Regions from separate parts of the Zea mays genome. Here region 2 is linked to region 1. Evidence: chromatin contacts called from public Hi-C data. All regions are on one chromosome and are shown on one strand. Each heading gives the region's core, a stretch centred on a gene start, on an enhancer-like site or on the middle of the called end of the contact. The rest is flanking DNA. Distances are from core to core; before and after follow the strand shown. Region 1 holds the start of LOC100277652. Region 2 holds the start of LOC100217094 (SNARE domain containing protein).

Region 1 (3,898 bases), core at 809-3,308:
ATTGCTGTGTTTGTTGACGAGATTCACGGAATTAGCTCGGGGAGTTTGTTTGTAACGGGTCCAGCCCCACTCTATAAATACAGAGGAATACGGCCAATTTGTAATTATCAATCGAATCAATAACACTTTTATCTCGCATTTATTTCCTGTACAATTAGGAGTAGTTCTAGTTTAGCCTCTCAATCCCCAAATGCACCGCTTTTCTTCGACTCTACGTCGATTAGAGTAGTCTAGGTCGGTCTACCCGAGCCTAGACATCACTTAGGATCTCTCCACCCCGACGGGGTCCCTCCCGGGAGCGAGATCCAGGCGCCGCCGACGACCTTCGCCGCCCCCTGCGCATGCGTGGACCGTCCGGCCCCAGAGCGTGGACCGTCCGACCGTCAGGCAGGAAAACCCTAGCCCTGCGCCAGGTCGCGGACCGTCCACCCCTGTGCAAAGAGCACCGCCGCGGGTTCTTGTGTAGTGATTGGCGTCCCAGAAAGGCATCAACACGGGGCTGGAAACAATTTTGCACTATCATGTCTATGGTTGCCGAGCTAAATAGAGTCCTGGATTACATCTCACTGAATATTGGTATATCATTCAGCGCTCGAGCGTTCTCCATTCATGGCTAGAAGGAAACAAGGAAGGAAGACAGCATGAGGCATTGAGGCGAGCGTGATGGCCGAAGGTGGGCCGGCTGAGCAAACTGAGGCCCTGTTCGTTTACATCGGATTGCACCCGGAATTATTCCGGCTAATCAAAGTTTATATAAATTATAGAAGCAATTCGGCTCGGAATCGTTCCGACCCACCATTCCGACACAAACGAACAAGACGTGAGTAAGCCCAGATCAAGGCGGTCCAACAAGATGTTATTTGGACCGGATTGGGTGAACTAGCGGAGCCTGGATCCGATCCGTTTGCGTGTGGTATGCAGACGAGAGCGCCTTGCATTGTGAGGCGAAGTACATTTTTACTTCCTCCCAATTAAAGCCAGAGCCCGTCGTCCAGTCCTGCTACCTTCCTGAATTCCATCTCCGATTACCTGAGTTGTTAACATTCTCTTGCGTTGACTGAGAGTGAATTTTTCTTTTATTGTTTTTTTATATGTGACATGCTACAGTTTCTTCACAACGATCGTTGGTGTATTTGACAAGTTTCTATTATTTTTGTTTTCTGTCGACGATTTCATGCGTTTTATTTCTCAGGATGCTGCTGTAAAAACAAAATAGATCGAATGTTCCTTTCATGCATGGTTTAACCCAAGTCGTCGAGCTTACACAATAGTCAACACTCTGGTGGATTGTATGTATTAGGCCCTGTTCCAATCTCACGAGATAAACTTTAGCAGCTTTTTTTTAGCTACTTTTAGCCATTTGTAATCTAAACAGGAGAGCTAATGGTGATAATTGAAACTAAACTTTAGCACTTCAATTCATATAGCTAAAGTTTAGCAGGAAGCTAAAGTTTATCCCGTGAGATTGAAACAGGGCCTTAAACTGAAGTTGAGTGCAAGAAAGTACGCTGTGCTGTACATGGGGAAAATCTGACACTGGCTTGGCCTAACTGGATCGGATACACTACAGACTGCATTACTAACAACAACAAAATTCTCAAACTGACCTAACTAGGTACAAGGACAGTAGACCCAACCAGTCCTGCGACTGCGAGGTCGTCGGCTCTTGGCCCCTGCACACCTATCTATCAGCGGCAAGAGCTGAACTGAACATGCATGGACGGACAAGCAAAGGCAAGGCCTTGCAGTGCAGCTGCTCATCACGTCCAAGCTGGTACTATTGGACTTGCTAGGACGAACGCCCGCTTTTCTTTAGGGATTAGGTTTCTGCTTCTTTTTTTTTTGACAAAATCTGCATTGAGAGGAAAACACCTTAATTAGTCGTCATTGGTATTTTTTTAAGCACTCACACTTGTGGATTTATACAAGCTAAGTGAAGCTGCACTGCACCATGGGATATGGCTTGATCGGCCTGTGCGCGTGGGATGGGCCAGGGCCACTGGCCAGTCCAAATCAAGGGCATTATATATTATTCCTTTCTATTCTATATATAAATGGAGCGGCGTGGAGGCATCGTCATCTCCATTTCTCTGCTATGCTACACCTCCTCTGCAGTTCATTCCGTTCGATCTCCATAAAGACCTTCCTGAGCTCCTCCTCCACCACCGCGCGGTGCATATTGTATTGTATAGGTCCCCTCCTCCAAATCAAAGCTTCACTCTTATATATGCATGCTGACCACGGTTTTGACCTTGCAGAGGCTCCAGAGCAACAAAGGACGGAGAGCAATTTCGTCGTAGGCTGTTTTCCCTTCGTTTCCTCCTCGATCGGCCGGTGAGTTTTCGTGTGCTTCATCTGCTTGTACCTTAATTAACCATGCCTCTCATTCTCTGTATGCCTGCTTGCCTAGCTGCACTACCGGAATCACGTTCTTTGTCGAGTGTCTAAAACACTTGGCAAATATCATTTTACATTCGATAAAATCTTTACCGAGCGTTACACTAGACAAAAAATACTCAGCAAACATTTTATCGGTAAAGATTCTTTGTCGAGTACTTTTTTTTACCTTTGCCGAGTGTCGAAAAGAACTCGACAAATTAAAAATAAAAAACCCCAAAAAACAACAAAACATTTTTTAAATTTATGAGAACAACTCTCCAACCACTATCCATAGTCATATCATTTTTCATTATTATTTTGAATCAAATTTACATATTTTATTATGTGAATTGTGAGATTTGAACTCGCAACATCTCTCTCGTGCATAACCCCTCTACCACTACACTACTACATAAATTATGTCTATATTACATTTCATTCGTCATGTAATATAACAAATCAAGAGTAATTTGATTATTTAAAGCAATAAATGAATTCATTTGAAAATATGACCAACTATAAAGTTGTATAATTTTACGAGATCTACAAGTTCTATTTTGATAGTTTCTACGTCCGAGGCCGTTTACAAAATTTGAATTTCAAATTTAAAAACTTCACACGAATTTTTCAATTATAAGATGATTTCAAATCAAAAAATTATCAATTAAAAAGTTTCATAACATTTCAAGGCCTACAACTTTTATTTTGATGGTTTTTTCATCCGAGGTAGTTTGAAAAATTCAAATTTTAAAATTCAAACATATTTTTGCATGACAAGATGATTTCAAAACAAAATATTATCAAGTACAAAGTTTCATAACTCTTCGATACCTACAACTTTCATGTTGGTGGTTTTTTATTTCGAGGTCATTTTCAAAATTCAAAATTTAAATTTTTTAAATTCAGACGTAGTTTCCGTTGACAAGATAACTTCAAATGAAAAATTTGCCAACTACAAAATTTTATAACTTCTCAAAACCTACAAAGTTTAGGTTGTTTGGTCATTTGTTCATCTCATATGATGGTTCTAACAATATGCACAAATCTTATATATCTCTCTCGTAGTTTCATAAACTACGAGAGAGATATATGTTTTATAAACAAATTTATTTTTATTAGAAAAAATGTTCAAAATATAAATTGTACTTTATGATAAGTTATACAAATTTGTAGTTGAAAACTTTTTCATTTGAATTAATTTACTGCTTTAAATTTTGATTTTTAAATTTTATTTGCCTAATGTTGAAAAAAAGCACTCGACAAAGAAGCTTTTTGACGAGTGTTTTATTTTTAACACTCGGCAAAGAGCATCTTTGCCGAGTGTCAAAAATATAACACTTAGCAAAGAGCTTCTTCGTCGAGTGTTTTATTTTACCGAGGTTTTTTGTTTGGCACTCGACAAATAGCTTCTTTATCGAGTGTCCGAAAAAAACACTCGACAAAATATTTGGCACTCGGCAAAAAGCCAAATTTCGATAGTGCTGCCACAGTGTGATAGTACATTAGACCACGACGCGAG
Region 2 (3,898 bases), core at 704-3,203, 330 kb before region 1:
TTTGGCTGGGCTGCAATGCTGATGCATCAGCTGCAGTGGTCCAAGAAGTGCCGCACATTTTGTAATAATATTTGCCTATTTGACCTTTTATTTTCTAAACTATCTGCCCAGTATGTGATCCATTTATACCATGAACGTATTTGTGATTTAATCTAAAAAAGATCCATGATTGATGTATCTTGAAATCTTAAAAAAAAACCACTGGCATGTGGACCCCACATGCCAATCACTGTTTAAGAAAAATTTGCCATGCACGGTTGTAACCAAGTCTCATTTTGGGTTGGTTACAAACCAAATGCTATATTTATAACATAAATTTAGTATTATCCTAACTTTGGCCATGACCAATAGGTTAGGCCTCCTGGGGTCTAGAGTCTACAAGAAAACAAACCATCAGACAATCTATTCTGGAACAATGTAAATTTGTGCACAGCACATAAGCCAAGTAACTCAATTTTTAGTACAGTGCCTGGCATAGCCAGCTTCATAACATTTCATTTCATCACCTAAGGTGTTTATCTTTATTGATTCACTTATTCATAGCATAGTTCAGTGCTCAATCATTCGAGTACCACTTTGCATCCCTAGATCTAGTACCAGCCATATTTAACATCATAATCCTTCATTTACAACCACATCCAATATTGTTCCATTTTGATTATAAGGACACATCAATTATGAAATTGACAGAACAGATCATCAGTTTAAACAAGTTCTCCAAGATTCAACAGATATTTGTTTCATTGCTAAGCATCAGACTTGACAAAAACAAATATGGGGTCTTTGCAAGCACTCCACATCATTACTATCACAGAATTACAGAAGTAGTTGCAATAGGACATACATTGACTTTGGAGGAATTCTGCCAAGCAACGACTCCAAGCTATCCAGTCTAGTCCCAAGAATAGTTATTTTTCTCCGGATGGCTGAAGTATGCCGCATAATTTCTGGGCCTGATTGTGGAAGGGACCCTCTATCAGCAATCATGGAACTGATGTCATCAGCAAGTCTGGATGCTTCATTGTACTCCTTCATCCACGGGTCCGAAGATGATGCCATGGCTGGTTAATTCAAAATGACAGAACACGTCATGTGAGCAGAACTTGGATAAGCATAACAGCATAAACAACAATGTTGTAACCCATTATCATACAATTACATTGTAATAAACTAGTATCATGTAGAGCCCTTTCATATAATGTAAAGCACCACAAGAACTGGGCTGAAAAGGCAGGGAGCTCTTGTGAGCAAGTTATCAACAGACAATCTCTAGGCATTTCTGTCTATCAATGCCATTATTGAGCACAACAAGTTTCATAAAAAAGTTTAAAGGTTGCACTTACGAGAAACAAGACTACTCAAGCTTACAGTGACCATTGCCATAAAAAAAGTTGGCCTCTGCTGCAGCTAACCCCAACATGAGGATGACTATAGTATGCTGTCCCTTGTTCCCAGCTTGTTGGTCACGGGTCAATATTTAATCATGACAGACTCAAATCACGTTTCTGACTTGTAGAACTGAAACAAGATAACTCTCTTCACAGCAATTATTAATCCTACTGCACTACGTTACTCAATTCGTAGAAGCCTCGTGCTGAACGCAGAAAGACCAAATCAAAATCCTAGAATTCGCCATGAATCCAAAATGCCCCCATGATATCCCTTCTCCCCACTGTTGAATCGCACGTATCCGTCTACAGAATCACCAAAATCCCCAGCCGCCGTTCCCCAGAAAGACCCTGCCGAGATCCCAACAGCCACATGTGATGTGACCTCACCCAGCGGGCACCGACGGGGAGGAAAACAAACAGGACGTAGAGGAAAGATTAGAGCGGGAATCGGCAAACCTGGTAGATCCGGACGCGCAAATCGGAGGACCGGAGTTCGGAACCGGACCTCGGCCGAGTCGCCTCCCCCTCTTTTCGGCGTGTCTTTGACGAAGCTCTGGGCCTCTGGCCACTGGCGTTGGCGAGCAAGAGAGGCGAGTAATTAGACCTTTTCTTTTAATTTGTTCAATTGTTTGTGAGAAATATAAAAGACGGACGCGTTGCCGTGAGTGCATGACGCAGGTAAAGGGGAACGGCGGAGCCCACCTCGTTTAGCTTGGAACGACTAGAGATGGCAATACGTAAATACCCACCGGGTATTACTACCCCATACCCATACCCACGACAAAAAAATAACCCCACCGGGTCACCCATATACACTGGTGGGTATGGATTTACCCCCATACCCATACCCACGTGGGTATGTGTCACCCATCGGGTCACCCGTACCCACAAAAATTAAACATCTATCAAAATATTATATTATACAAATATCATGTATATCCATCTAAATATCATTACAAAATTTTTAGCATCATTTAACCATCCATTCAACACACATTGGGTGAATTACATGTTCCATTACATGGTCATTAAATTGTCGTTAAGCCTTCTATGACATAATGACCTAAAAGGTTATTAAATAGTAAAAAAGATGGATGACTAAAGTCTAAGTTCATGTTTAGGCTAAGTTTATATTGGGTATTTTATACCCACGGGTTAACGGGTATGGGTGAAGGTGGAACGTTCTAATACCCGTTTACCTATTGGGTGAAGATTTTTGCCCAATAACAGACCCACGGGTAGAATATTTAGCCCACATACATACCCTAATAGAGTAAATACCCATCGGGTATCGGGTCGCGGGTACCCATTGCTATCTCTAGGAACGACGCTGGGAGGCTGGGACGGTGGTGCCGGTGTGCCGGAGGGCGGCAGAGGCCGGCCCGCGACGGCGTAGCTGGGCCAGGTGCGCAGCGTCAGAGTGGTGGTGACTTGTGAGGATGTACTCTCCCTCTCCTAAAATAATTGATCAGGGGAACTCGCGTGGATTACAGGCAACACATGAACCAGCGTGGGTTATTGTTGGCAATGGCAAACTCGACGAAGTGTTCGTGGTTCGGGCTCACAGTTAGCTCGACTTGGTTTGGTTCGACTCTAATCAGAGCCAGTTCATGAGCAAAACGAGATAGCATATTTAAACAAAACAAAACTATATACATATCATTTATGTAATAATTGGTGAACATATTATGTGTATGTGTGGTGTCTATAGTGCATGAGTTAAACTAATGCTTGATAAACTATGTCTATGTGTTAAATTGATCGAATATAACTGTGGGTTAAAACTAATGAACATGTGTTTGGATTGTGAATTGATGAGTTATGTTAATTTGGTGTTACCTTGATATGGTCTGTGAAACTAAAACTATGAGTATAATTACTATTTTCTATATATTGTTAAATTAGTTTAAAATTAACTAGAAGTTGATTATTATAGACATTATTTTTATCTGCTCTTGCTCGCGAGCTAAACGAGTTGAGCCAACTCGTTAGCTTAACGAGCTAGCAGCCCTACTCCAGGCTCTAGAGACTCTTTATCTCACTTCACCTCACTCTCTATTTCAAAATACACTATGTAAACAGTGTATCTACAATGCATAAACGGTGTTATACACATCGTGCGCTGGAGTTGACCTAAGACTATCTACAACAGTCTTCCAATTCCACTTACTATCTTACTATATATTTTAAACTCTATTCTACAACCAATACATCTACCTGGGACTCCGCGGTGAGACCAGGACTCTGCGGCGGCCACACACGCGTCGAAGGCTCGAAGTACCGATGGGACTCAGGGTCACGCAGGAGGTAGGGTTTCTTAGCGGGCTGGTAATGGGCTGCTCTGCTCCCGCCTAGACCCTGCAAGTCTGGAAATCTGAAAAGAGTGTTGTTGGTCTGCTGGGCTGATAGTTTAAGAAGTCCATCTGGGTAAATAAATAAAACAGAAATATCTCGTTACAAAAGGAGATACCGTAAATATATATGAAAAACAGTAAACCGTTTTGGGT

The links. A called contact is a pair of places that touch in the nucleus more often than the background predicts.
Region 2: a contact with region 1 is called in a Hi-C map of ear, with 2.1 times the contacts expected there. The contact joins the promoter of LOC100217094 here to the promoter of LOC100277652 in region 1. A contact is called at or near these places in 2 of 25 Hi-C or Micro-C datasets (ear and leaf).

What each region holds. Positions count from the first base shown.
Region 1 is chr4:69,006,459-69,010,356 of Zm-B73-REFERENCE-NAM-5.0, reverse strand. It overlaps LOC100277652, which reads left to right and starts at 2,058. Exons shown (of 9, transcript XM_008678804.3): 1 at 2,058-2,181; 2 at 2,259-2,334.
Region 2 is chr4:69,336,977-69,340,874 of Zm-B73-REFERENCE-NAM-5.0, reverse strand. It overlaps LOC100217094 (SNARE domain containing protein), which reads right to left and starts at 1,953. Exons shown (of 7, transcript NM_001143463.1): 1 at 1,848-1,953; 2 at 845-1,061. The coding sequence starts at 1,059.